Regions from separate parts of the Rattus norvegicus genome. Here region 2 is linked to region 1. A link is a contact called in public Hi-C data. All regions are on one chromosome and are shown on one strand. The core of a region is the stretch at or near the end of the contact, and the rest is flanking DNA. Distances in the headings are between cores, read along the strand shown.

What was found. A called contact is a pair of places that touch in the nucleus more often than the background predicts.
Region 2: a contact with region 1 is called in a Hi-C map of frontal cortex, with 1.9 times the contacts expected there. The contact joins the promoter of Stox2 here to the enhancer-like site in region 1. A contact is called at or near these places in 2 of 12 Hi-C or Micro-C datasets (frontal cortex and hepatocytes).

What each region holds. Positions count from the first base shown.
Region 1 is chr16:51,647,686-51,653,895 of GRCr8, reverse strand. It overlaps a transcript of Stox2 not described here. Among named protein-coding and RNA genes, the nearest start is that of Stox2, 56 kb to the left of the region's middle. Within about 2 kb of position 3,770, at least 17 of the 93 cell types and tissues checked have an H3K27ac peak or open chromatin away from gene starts, as enhancers often do.
Region 2 is chr16:51,704,223-51,710,432 of GRCr8, reverse strand. It overlaps Stox2 (storkhead box 2), which reads right to left and starts at 3,221. Exons shown (of 4, transcript NM_001134863.1): 1 at 1,698-3,221. The coding sequence starts at 1,863.

The DNA of each region.
Region 1 (6,210 bases), core at 2,521-5,020:
TCATTTTAAAAAAGTGTGGACCAAACGAAGAAGGCCACAGAGGTAAAGCTGGAGTTTCGAGGCGGAGGGGCAATGATGTAAACCCTCTAAGAGGTGGTCCAGTTGACCACTATAAACGAACATCCCTTTTCTACAAGCTTCGTCAGAGTTCAGCAGGGTTTCTGTGAACATCTATCAAAAGCACTTCCTGACAGATCTCTAAAAGGACTCTGCCTACATGAACGAAATACGTCTTGGTACCTAATAATCCAAAATCAACCCCTGCCTGGTTTTGAACATTTATCTTTGTAGCCAGGTAAGCCTGGTCATTGTTTCGAGATTCTGGAAGTCTGGACCAATCACCGTGCGTCACTCATTGAAACGCCTCAAGTTCCAAGGGCACGGTAATTAACGCGTGTGTTCTACACAGAGTAGATGTACAGTTTTCAGCACAGCGAATCCCCCATTCATCCAGGCTCTTTGCTGTGCACATCTGGAAGTACTTTACAGAGGGTTCAGATCCCTTCACATGGGCAGAGTCTCGGGCTCAGAAAGCACGACCTCCTTCAAGACACCGTTTCATAAGCACTTAATCGCCATGCTCTGGGGCCAATGTGCTCCAAATGGCATTCTGGAATTCTCGTTTCCTGAGAGGTCACTGGAAGGCTCGCCCGAAAGGAGGGCCTGGTGTGGGAAGCATCAGCACTGACATATTTCTCCCCTGCCAAGTGTCTCCGAACCTTTGCAGTATTTGTCATGGACCTTCCTGGGGCAGGGTGACAGCCATTGTATATACTCAGCGCTGTACATGCCCGGTTATGTTAGTCTCTCTCTCTCTCCCTCTCCCTCTCCCTCTCCCTCTCCCCCTCTCCCTCTCCCTCTCCCTCTCCCTCTCCCTCTCCCTCTCCCCCTCTCCCTCTCCCTCTCCCTCTATCTCTCCCTCTTTCTCTCAGCTATAAGCAAATGAGTTTTAACTACTTGTTCAGGAAAAGGGTTCATCTAGCTTACACTTCTGGACGTGGGATGTCCATGTATCCTGGCTCTATTGGGAGCCCCCTAATTATATCACATCATGGTTCACAGCATTACAGAGGAAGCACGAATGACAGGGGCAACACATACAATCACAAACCAGACAACGGGAGGAGTAACTCAGTAGGACAAGAAGCCTACCCTCCTGTTTCAGCATTAATTCCCTCTTGGGGGTAGTATGCTGTAAGTTCATGTGAATTCTCTTCTGGACCCTGATTTAAAATGAATTAACATTTCCAGCTGCAAACGGAGCCATTCTATTCCAATACTCATTTTATAGCACCTTCAGACCCAGCCTAGAAGGACTCACTGGGGAAGTCGAGGCACCGAGAGTAAGCACCACGCTCACATTCACAAGCCAGTAGAGCAAAACCAGGATCCAAAGCCAGATGATCCTGACCCCAAAATGTACATCTGCCACACCATGTGGAAATGAATGGCAATTTGAACTGATACTTTGAGGGGGGGTTGTGTTGTTGGGGGAGCAGGAGGGTCATGTAACCTCAGCTGGCCCCTAACTCGGCATATAGCCACGGATGCCCTCCCTATTCTTGTTCCACCATGCCTAGATCCAGCAGATGCTGGGACGCAGACCCAGGGCTTTCTGCCTGCTAATCAAGAGCCCTACCAACTGAACCACATCCCCGACACCTACTTTGAAGGGTTCCTTTCTGATCCCATACTGTTCTTGAAATAGCACTGTCACATGCAATTCTGCCATTATGTTCCATCTGCTTCCATACCGAGGACATCATAGTGGGATAAACTTTCCCCGTGCTTCGGCAAACACAGAACACCAGAGTAGCCTGACAGGAAGGCAGTGGGCACAAAGCTGTCGCCTGCTCCCGGGCATCAAGGGAGTGAGGCAGTCCCCTCCTCCCTGGGAGTTCTTGAAGGGTCTAAAGCTCCCCTGTTTTCTGAAGGGGTGAGGGATTACTTACTGTCTTTTACATTTGAAGTTTGACCAGGTTCAGGTGGAGTTTTTCCAAGTCAGTTAGAAATCTCTGAAGAGCCTCTCAGAGAACAGTTATGCTAGGTTCCTGTCTGCAAGCTTGACGGAGTTATATTAATAGTGTCAGGGATTGGTTCTTGCCCATGGGATGGGTCTCTATTTTGGCTAGTCACTGGTTGGCCATTCCCTCCGTCTCTGCTCTCTCTTTGACCCTGCACATCTTGTGAGCAGGATACATTTTGGATCGAAGGCTTTGTGGGTGAGTTACTGCCTCTATCCTTCTACTGGGAGTCCTGCTTGACTACAGGATCCATTTCAGGATCCATTACCCCACCCCCACCCCACCCCCGAGTGCGCGCGCTAATATCTCAGCTAGAGTCGCCCATACACCCAGCGGCCAATGGAAAGAGATGCAGAGACTCACACCCAAACGTCGGACGGAGCTCGGGAAGAGTTGGGAGAAAGACTGAGGACAGGGACGCCACAGGAAGACCAACAGAGTCAACTAACCTTGACCCATGTGGGTTCCCAGAGACTCAATCGCCAACCAAACACTAAACACGGGCTGGACCTAGGCTCCCTGCACATATGTAGCAGATGAGCAGCGTGGTCTTCACGCGGGTCCCCCAAACAGCCGGAGCAGGGGCTGTCCCTGAGCCTGTTGCCTTCCCCCTGTGGATCCCATGCCTATAAATGAACAGCCTTGTCTGGCCTCAGTAGTAGAGGATATGCCTAGTACCACAGCAACTTTGTGTGTGTGTGTGTGTGTGTGTGTGTGTGTGTTTTGACACCCAGAGAGGGGTTCCCCTTCTCAAAAGAGAAGGGGGAGGTAGAATGAGGGGAGGCCTTGCATGAGGGGGGTACTGGGAGGAGAGGAAGGACTAATTTTGGGTTGTAAAGTGAATAAATAAATTAAATTTTTTAAAAAAATATCCCTTTCTAGTTTCAATAAAGTATAGTTGACAAAAAGAAAAGAAAAAAGAAAACTCTGAAAGAAACAATATTTCCAGTTCTGGGATGATCTGGAAGCAGTTGTGGAGAGAGATTTGCTTTGTAATAATTTCTCCCCTCCAAAAAAAAGAAAAAAGACTTCCATGGTAGATTAGCACACCACAACAACAAATGAAAAGGATTTGTTTCTTGAAACAGGAGGTCACCTTGGAGTGATTAACACGGCTGCCAAAGTCCGATCCCATTCCAGACAACTGATGGTGGCAGGGACGTGTCTCCACAGGAAGAAACCTGGCAGTTCAGAAAAGACCCATCTTCTACCCGAGGAGCCTGGGGTGGCAATGAAGCCTTTGCTCTTCCTTCCAAGTGTCTGACAGGTTCCCCCAGTTTCTCTGGGTTTTATTATAAAAGTGTCAGAGCCTATCAGAAATTTGATGGCAGCCACACATTATCAAATAAATAAAAAGAACACCCTTTTTATCTCACCTTTGAAGTTACTCTGAATAGCGTCACCCTCTGCCAAGTTCCCTGTCTCCTGCATAATGAGATACTTTCTAATTAGCATATCACAAATATCCCTGGTCTTAATTTTCATCAGCGCCCTAATACGTTTTTAAATGTTTCCTTTATAGTGCACTGGGATTTTCCCCGCTCTATAAGGACGAATGAGAATGAAAGCAATAGGGTCCGCTCAAGCCCCCAATTCTTTTCTTTTTCACTTTTCTCTCTTACCCCTCCCCCTCTCTCATTTTTTTCTTTCTCACAAACTAGCAGGCTACACGGGATGGTGGGAAGGTCACCAGAATGAAAGCCAGAAGTCCTGGATTTGAGTTTTGCCTGTGCTGCTAATTAGTTGTGTCATTTTAGGCAAATTGCTTCACCTTCGAGTGCCTCTGGGTCATTTTCTATATAATGACTAGGCCTGGCCAAATGGAAGGTCCCCCACGGCTTCAAACACCAGGATTCTATTTGTGAAGCTTGAATAATTCCTTGTGTCTTTATTCAAACGCTGAAGCAAGTTATTTTCTCTGATTGGGAAACGCGGTGAACTCCAACCAAAACGGGTACAGACGTCAGCAAACAGGAATGTGGCTTTAAAGGGACACCAATATTTAATTGCAGAATTACAGACTATCCTTAAACAGCCAAAGGCGTCCACAATCTCACTATACATACGTCGCTACATAAAGTAGTGTTTTTACAGGCTTTAAGATATGGACACATAACAAATGAATACACGCATGCGCATACATGAATACACGCATGCGCATACACTGGAGCTCGAGAATTTTTGCTGGCACGAGCTAATCTGGCCTGGAAAGAATACTCAGAGGAGGAAAAGGAAGTTTTGGATATAGACAGGTTGAGTATAAAAAAAAATCAGCTTAATAAAATAATTGGGATTGCCCTAGTGACACCTGAGTTTCAAGATTTGGCTAGTAATATCATAGTCATAAAAATATGGGAATTGATCACAGTTTTCAACGGTGAGCCCCTGGGGACAAAGGCCAAGCTAGTCATATGGGCCTTGGCTTTTAGTTTGCCTAACTGAGCCAATCTGAAGGAAGGCAGGAGGCAGCCTTGTGAGGCCTTCGACCCTCCGGACCTGCCACCTCATCGCTCCCTTTGATGAACAGTGACAAGATTGCTTCTGCTTTCAGTGGACTTCTACCATGTCGCGCCTTCTGTAAGGGGGGAGATGTGCATACATGCTCGTCTGAGCATGTCCAGAAATGTGTATGCATGTGTGCACAGGGGTGAGTGCATGTGAAGACCAGGGAACAACTTTGGGATTCATTCCTCAGGCACTATTCATATTCATATATATTTACATATACATATACATATACATATGTATATATACATGTATGTGTGTGTATATATGAACATTATATACTATAGTATACATATACATTGAGGTATGTGTATACTATACACATACCCTATAGGCTGCCTGCCTCCCTTTCTCAGCTCTGGCTAGCAAGCAGGAGCACCTCGCCTAACTTTTTAAACTGTGTCTTCTGTGAACTAAAAACTCAGGACTCAGGCAACCCCTTTGTTACCACCTAAGCTATTCCTCTCTGCCCACACCACCTCTTTGGTCTCCAGTTCAGGCTTCTCTGGTCTTCTCTGCCCCTGGGGCCACCCTGCATCCCCCTAGCAGATCATCTAGCCCGCTCTCAAGCCCTCTGACGTCAGCTAACCTAGGTGAGTCTGAACAGCTTGTCGCCCTGTACTCCGGGCTCTCTCACCACTTCTCTGGCTCTAGTGGCAGCAAGGGACTGCCAGGCAACACTTGGGTCACATGGTGGTTCCAGGAGCAAGAACACCTATGAATGACTCTGGGGGAATGAATACCAAGGAGTGAGTCACTGAGCAAGAAGCTGAGATTTCGGGACAGTCCCGCCACACCCCAACCTTCCTGAACAATTACAGTATGAGGGGAAGCAAAGGTAGCTTAATCAGCAACTGTACCCACAAGAATAGATTTTCATCGGACTGAGCAAAGACATGATGAAGACTGGGGAAGGTTAGCCACAGGCCTGTCTGTATAGGTGGGAGGCAAAGGGAGCTACCTACATTTGGGTTTATGAGGAGCAAGAATCGTGAAACTTTATGACTGGCAGTGCTGTACAGAATACTCAGAATTAGCATACAGGCCAAGAGATCAAATCATCACACAGTCCAGTCATGAAAAGCCATAACAATTATATCTACAGAAGCAGAAAAACAAAATCGGACTACAGGTAACATAGAAGACATAGTCACGGTTCCTAAGATGGCTTGTATGAGAATTATAGGTAGATAGATACCATGGAAAAATCTGGAAGAATAATTATCAAAGCACCAATGGGATTTTATCTGAATAAAATAATTTTTATTCTTCCCTGAATAAGTAAACAGCCCATTTATAAATACTAAACAGGAATAAGGTGGGTAGGATTTGGCCGCAGGCAGCGGTGAAGGAAAGAGAAAGTAAGAGGTAGGGTTTAGTGTAATTACGGAGGAAGAGCTAGCTGACAGAGGTGGGTGGCTAACTGAGGAACTGAAGAGGACGTCTGAAAATCCTGGGTGACGCCCAGCTGGAGTGCTGGTCACCCTCCACATGGAGCAGTGTGTATGTGTTTGTTGGGGAGGGGGGGGGTTTAGCATGAAGGGGAAAATGCCTGCTTACTCTTACACCTAGCTTAGAATTAGTAACAGGTCACTGGAGTGCCAGAGAGAGGTGAGGGGCCAAAAGGACTGAAGAATCAGGTGCTGGCTCGGGCAGCCCTCCCTCCACCAGTCTCCAGAGG
Region 2 (6,210 bases), core at 1,972-4,471, 57 kb before region 1:
ATCGTGTAAAATTGGAAGCCTCTTCCCCGTGCCCTAAAAAAATGTCTCACAGCACTGGGTAATCATGGACTTCTTTTTGCAAAGTCTGAAAATGTGATCACAAGGAAGCGATGATGAGATGGATAAAAATAGGCTGCTCGGGAATGTGCCTGACATTATTAAAGAGTCTCGAGGGCTTGTGGGAGAGCTGATAGCCACCTGCCCTCCAACAACTCTGCATTTAGTGTCAATTCTGATTTCTGGGGTGGGGGTGGAGGGCAGGAAAGAGAGGCTTGCTGAGGATGCAATGAAAGCATCCAAAACCCCAAGTGAGGGAAGCCTTGGATTAGCTGAACACTCTTGTGTATGTGCATAGTGTTTTGAGGGTAGAATTGGATGTAGGTGTACAGTAAGAGCATTTACTGACATCCATCTAAACAATAGAGCAACCACAGCCACCACTTAAATTACTTAAGCAGAAACTGTGGTTGTTACTTCCTTTCCAAGTCTGTTTTGTCACCAGAGAGAAAATCCAGGGAGTGTGATTGCCAAAATAACATGCAACATCCTTATGTTGCCCGATTTTGCAATAAAAAGGATAGTTACTTTTATTGAGGCTTTTCTGGGGATGGAGACACGGTCACGGTACATTTTTAAAGTGTGAGATACTGACCTCAATTTAAAAGGATTTGCCGTGTGGGGAGAAAGTAAAGCTTGGGTGTAAGTAACCACAAGCTTAAAACAATCTCCCCAGTTAAGACAGGGTTTAGGGTGATTTGGTATAAGGGCTTGGTTTCGGAATACTCTCCACTGATCCATTACATCGCATTTAAAAGCAAATTCTTTCCAGAATGAAAACATTTTCACACCCTTACTTGTAAGGAGCACAAAATGCAAGGTTCGCAGGATCCCCACCCCCCATCCTCCTACCCCCCCCCGCGCCCCCCCCAGCATCCCGGTACAGCATCCACAAGCCAGAAAGCAAAGCCAGTGAATGGGATTCATTCAAGGAGGCTCAGAACAGTCACCTCTCGCTTTTTCCACAAGAAACCTATTTTGAAGCCTTCAGTTCTACGACCATTGTGTTTGTCTTTCCCATCCGGCATGCAAAACACGATACAGCCTCCATTCCATCCACAGCACTGATGCAACCTAGGCTAAGTCCACGCGCAATTGTGCGAGCGTTCCATATGCAAACACACTACAACCTCCTCCCCAAGCATTCAATGAGCTCCACAGTCGAGCTCCTGCTTACAAATTGAACCAGCCTCAGACCGACAGCTTTCCCCAGCCTGTGAATCTCCAGAACGGTGCAGAGAACCTGTTCTTTTTTTAAAAGGGGGGAGGGGTGTTTAAATACCCTCTAAGGTAACTGGCCATAATGCAGGCAGGCACAGGCGAACCTGGTACTGCGGGCAACCCTGGACTCAGGCTCGCCTTTCACAAAGCTCAGGGAAGGCTGCAGACATCCTATCTCCCTGCAGACCAGATGCTCGGCTCGATCCCCCTCCCCGATTTTACCTACCGAATAGCTCTCCAACCCCATATTGGGAGGGCCTGCTGTGGATCTTGCAGAGGTACAAAATGGTGGATGGGAGCTAATTTTTCCCTGCTCTCCCCATAACTCGGCACATCCATCACCGCAGGTCCTCTACCCCGAGCCCCCAACTGGCTGCGGCGCACCGATCACAGCCGGCGGCTGAACCGTGGTAACCAACCTGATGTCATGTAACCCCTAGAAGCCTGGGGCGCGAAGGCCGCGGGGAAGCGCTTGTGCAGGCGGTAGTCCTTCTCGCTGCGGGACCTCATGCGGTCCGAGGCCCGGTCCGAGAAATCCGAGCTAGGCCAGGCTCGCCGCAAGGTTGTGCTCCGGGTCTTCTTCATGGTGGGGAAGGGCGACCCTGGTGCCCCAATAGTAGGGCCTCAGCGCCAGGGCGCAGCGCGCAGCTTCATCCGTCTACCGCGGCCACGACCCGGGAGGACTCTGCGCACATTTTTTTTCCCCAGACCCTCTTCTCCTCGGTGTCTACACCGCCGGCGGCAGGTCCGGCCCTCCCCACGCCCCCCCACACCCCCACGGAGAAGGCTCGGATTTTACACTCGTCCCACAATGCATTCCACTTCATTTGCAATCCGCCGGGCTTTCAGCTTCCAGATTCCTGGGGGGGAAGGCACGTTGGGAGGCTCGGCGTCCGGGAGGGGGCGGCCGGGGTGGGGGCGCCGAGACTTGCAGCGTGGAAGCAATGGGAGCGCAGACAATGGCCCGATTCAGCGCAGGAGTGCTTAGCCAACTGTGCGCCACAGCACAAAAGACCCAAACAAATGAGGAAGCCGAGGCCTCTGGGGGCCGACCCCGGGTCGCACGCCCCGGCAGCTTGACCGGTGGGCGGCAGCCCCAACCGCACTAGGAGGCTTCAGCGCGAGGCGTGGGGATGACAGCGTCCGAGTCGCGTCCCCCCGGACCTTCCAGCCGCGAGGCCCGCAGTCTCCAGCGCCCGCTGCCTCTGCTTCTCTCTCGCAGTCCTCGGGAGTCAGTCTTCATTCCAGAGGCTCGAACGGGGGGCGCGCGGGAGCACCGGGACCGCCGCTGCGACAACGCAGGAAGAGCCCGGTTGGGTGCTGGCGACCGCGGCGTGGCGTCAGGCTTCCTCCTTCCAAGGCTGGCGGGGGCGCGGGAGGGTGGGGGCGCGTGCCGACACGCGTGGGTCCCCCGCCGCAGGCATACTCCTACTCACGGGCCGCGGCGGCCGCGGAGCCCGGCGATCGGCCCCCGCGCGGGGCCATCGCGGCTCGGGGACTAGCGCGTTGCGCTCTGGCACCGCCGGAAGCGGGATGGCTACCCAGTGTCATGCTAATCTCGGGGCTGCGCGGAGGCTCTGCGTGGATCCCCGCAGCCAAGCCCCAGCGGCGGCGACGGCGGCGGCGACGGCGGCGGTGGCGCGGGGCCTGGGCCCTGCGGATGACACCGCGCGGATCGTTCCACGTCTTTCCGATGGTCCCTCCCCCTCGCTCCGAGGGCTAGCCTTCGTGGGAACGCGCCGATTTGCGGCGCCCGGCCTGGCCCACCTGCGCCCAGCCGGAGACACGGGGCGCCGCGAACGCGCGGGGACGCCAGGCCCACGCCGACTGCCACGCGCCAACGGCCTGCGCCCTCCGCGATCCTGAGTGGAAGTCACTCCCCAGTGGCCTTGCTGCGCTGGCGGGCCCGGGGCCTCTGCACCGCCGGGCCCTGCACAGCTGTTTATGGTCCAAGCACCAATCGCTGCAGGACAGCGGTGCGCGCGGAGGAGGGGGCGCGGGCCAGACGCGAGGTCACGCCGAGTTAAAGGCGCCCGGCCTGGCCGCCAGCCGCGCCACGCGCCGCCACTCCCATTCTTATCCACCACTCTCACCTCCCCATTTGGGTTGCCAAAAATGCGTTTTGAGCCATAAACAAGGAGAATAAACCTGATTGCCTCTGGAGGTGATCTGTCATTTCCCGTTTGAGCTTTTTTTTTTTTTTTTTAATGCATCTGTGACAACGAGACGTTCCCAATCATTTTAAAGGTGGCATTCCACGCTGATGGGTGACAAGATGCAGAGCCAGCAATGGGAAGCCTTCATGGAGACATGTGCTGAGCAGTCGGAGGGCCCTAAAGAGTTAAGATTACGGGACGCTCTGGCAAGACACCCAGGAGGCAGAAAAGCAATGAGATCTAGAAGACAGGCCATCATCCATCTCCAGTAGTATCTTGGTAATGCACAGCCAGAATAACCTCTCTGTGGATACCAAGGGGGCGGGGATAAAAAGCCACAAATCGCAAATAAAACCCATAACTACATCAAGCAATATTAATTACCAACTACAAACCTATTAGCTAATGTTCAGCGACCTCCTTTTAAACTCAAGACAGGCCCTTAAAAGGCACCGTTGGCTAAAATGGCAAGGAACTGAAAAAAGGACTGGTTTAGAAGAACCAGTGTGCAAAGGGCCATAGAGTTGGTGTTTGTTAATGTTCTCACGAATGGGAGTTGTTGACGGTCAGATATCTCAAATCGACAACAATTCTCAGGAAGCTAAAATGGTCGCACAAATGTTGGCAGTAATTATGACTTCAGACCGACGGTGATCATGTGACAACTTTGATATTCATCCCCTGGGCAGATCAAGTAGGCAAAATACCAAAGATGGTCCCATGCAATGAATGGTCTAGTAGAAAAGAAATGCAGAAGGCTGAGTTAAAGCCAGAATTTGTGCCACGTTGTGTGAAGCATCCCTCACACCTTAACCTGTATGGGGTGTGCCGGGAGCCGGGGCTCAAAGAGTAAAGGAGATAGTGCGAGGGCCATGGGAAGGGTGCAGAGGTCCAGAAGTCGAAATGAGTCTTGGTTTCTGTTGGAAGAAATGCAAGAAGGGGCCAGTGTGGCTGGAGCTGGAGCTGAACAAGAAAGCTGTGGGCGATGAGGTCATAGAGAGAGGGGGAGAAGATCATGCAGGAACTTGCTGGTCATGTTCAAGGTTTTATTTTCTACTCTTGATGGACTGGGGGCCACAGAAGGGCTCAAAGCAAAAATCCAGCCATAATTTTATAATTTCTATGTAGAAGAAGTTTAGAGGGTGTGATATAAGGTGGGGGGTGGTTGGGAATTACATGTAGTATGTAAAAAAGAAAAGCTTTCATGTTCCCTCTGTGAAAGAAAGGATGAGTGGGTTGGTGTATATCTGAAGAGGAGAGCTATTTGTCTCAGCCACTTGTGACAACAGAACTAGCAGGGAGGTGAGAGCATCCAGTGGCCAAGCAGCCAGTAAATATGCCAGGGCTCTCAGAACCCAGATGATAGCTGCTGCCACCCCCCACCACCCACCCCCACCACTGTCAGTAGCTGACTCACCCACGTCAGCTAACAATGTGCAATGGTCATCCGAAGAAACAGATGAGTACAGCCACTGTGAAAGTCAGGTTCAGCACATCCGTCCGCCTGTGCTGTGGCAAAGACTGCTTTGTTCATGTGATCCCTGGATCCCTAGCCACAACTTCTAAGCTCCAAGCCCTCCTAGGACAATAGCGTCATATCCTAGTCATGAACTAGTCACCAAGTCAGACCGTTGTTGGGAACCCCAATATTCAAGCTGGGAAAGTCACAACTAGATTTTAATTGCCAGGGAGACAGTTCAGTCAGGAGAATGGGGAGCTGAGTTATAAAAACCACAACCCACATGAAAGAGAGAGAGAGAGAGAGAGAGAGAGAGAGAGAGAGAGAGAGAGAGAGACCAGGCGCAGGCTTGCAAATCCAGCACCAGAGGGGCAGAGACTTGAGCATCTCTGTGGCTCCCAGGTCAGCCAGTCTGTCATAATCAGAGATTGCCAGACACAAACAGAGATTGTGTCAGATCAGATCCACGTCAGACCAGAGACACTGTCTTAAAAAAAAAAAAAGGACAGCACCTGATTAATACCTAAAATGAGCCTCTGGCCTCCACCCACATGTACACATACACTGTGCATTCACTCCCAACCCCACCCACAAAAACACACAGGTACACAAATCCATGTACACATGTACACACACTTATAGGCATACACAGATACATATACATAAACACACTGCACACTTGTACACATAACAATGTCTAAGTGAGTCCATTTTCTAAAATTAAAGTTTTTAAGTCGAGCTTAAGAAGCATTTGTATATTAGATTTATGCATGAGATCATGAATACTAATTAGCTCTGTTTTGTGACTTGACTTCCATTGTGTCATTGTTTTTAGACTTGTTAACATGGATAATTGTAAGAAGTTTGACTGAGATTCTCCTTTAAGTTTTAAATCACTTAAAATTGTCAGATTTGTCACCATTGAGTGAATGTCAGAGGCACAGAAGTGTGCACCCCAGACGGTAGGGACGTCTTGTTCTAGTCATTGTTGCTCAGTGTTCTAACTAGGTAGCTAGGAAAGGCTACCAAACACTTGGGAAGATTTGAGCTGAAGTCTTTCCCACTCAGATATGTCAACTGGTTTAAAATTTTTAATATACCAAATCTACAGTATTAAAAATAAAAGTGAAAACGCAAATGAATTTTCTGATTTTTATATCAAAAGCACTATCAACAGAAAAAAATACCTTCTACAGAATAGGAGAAAAATGCAAGCCATAAATCTAATAAGGGATTAATATCCCCAATACAGAGAGAATTGTTAAAACCAAAAGCAACAACACCGTATGCACATATACACACACCATATACACACAC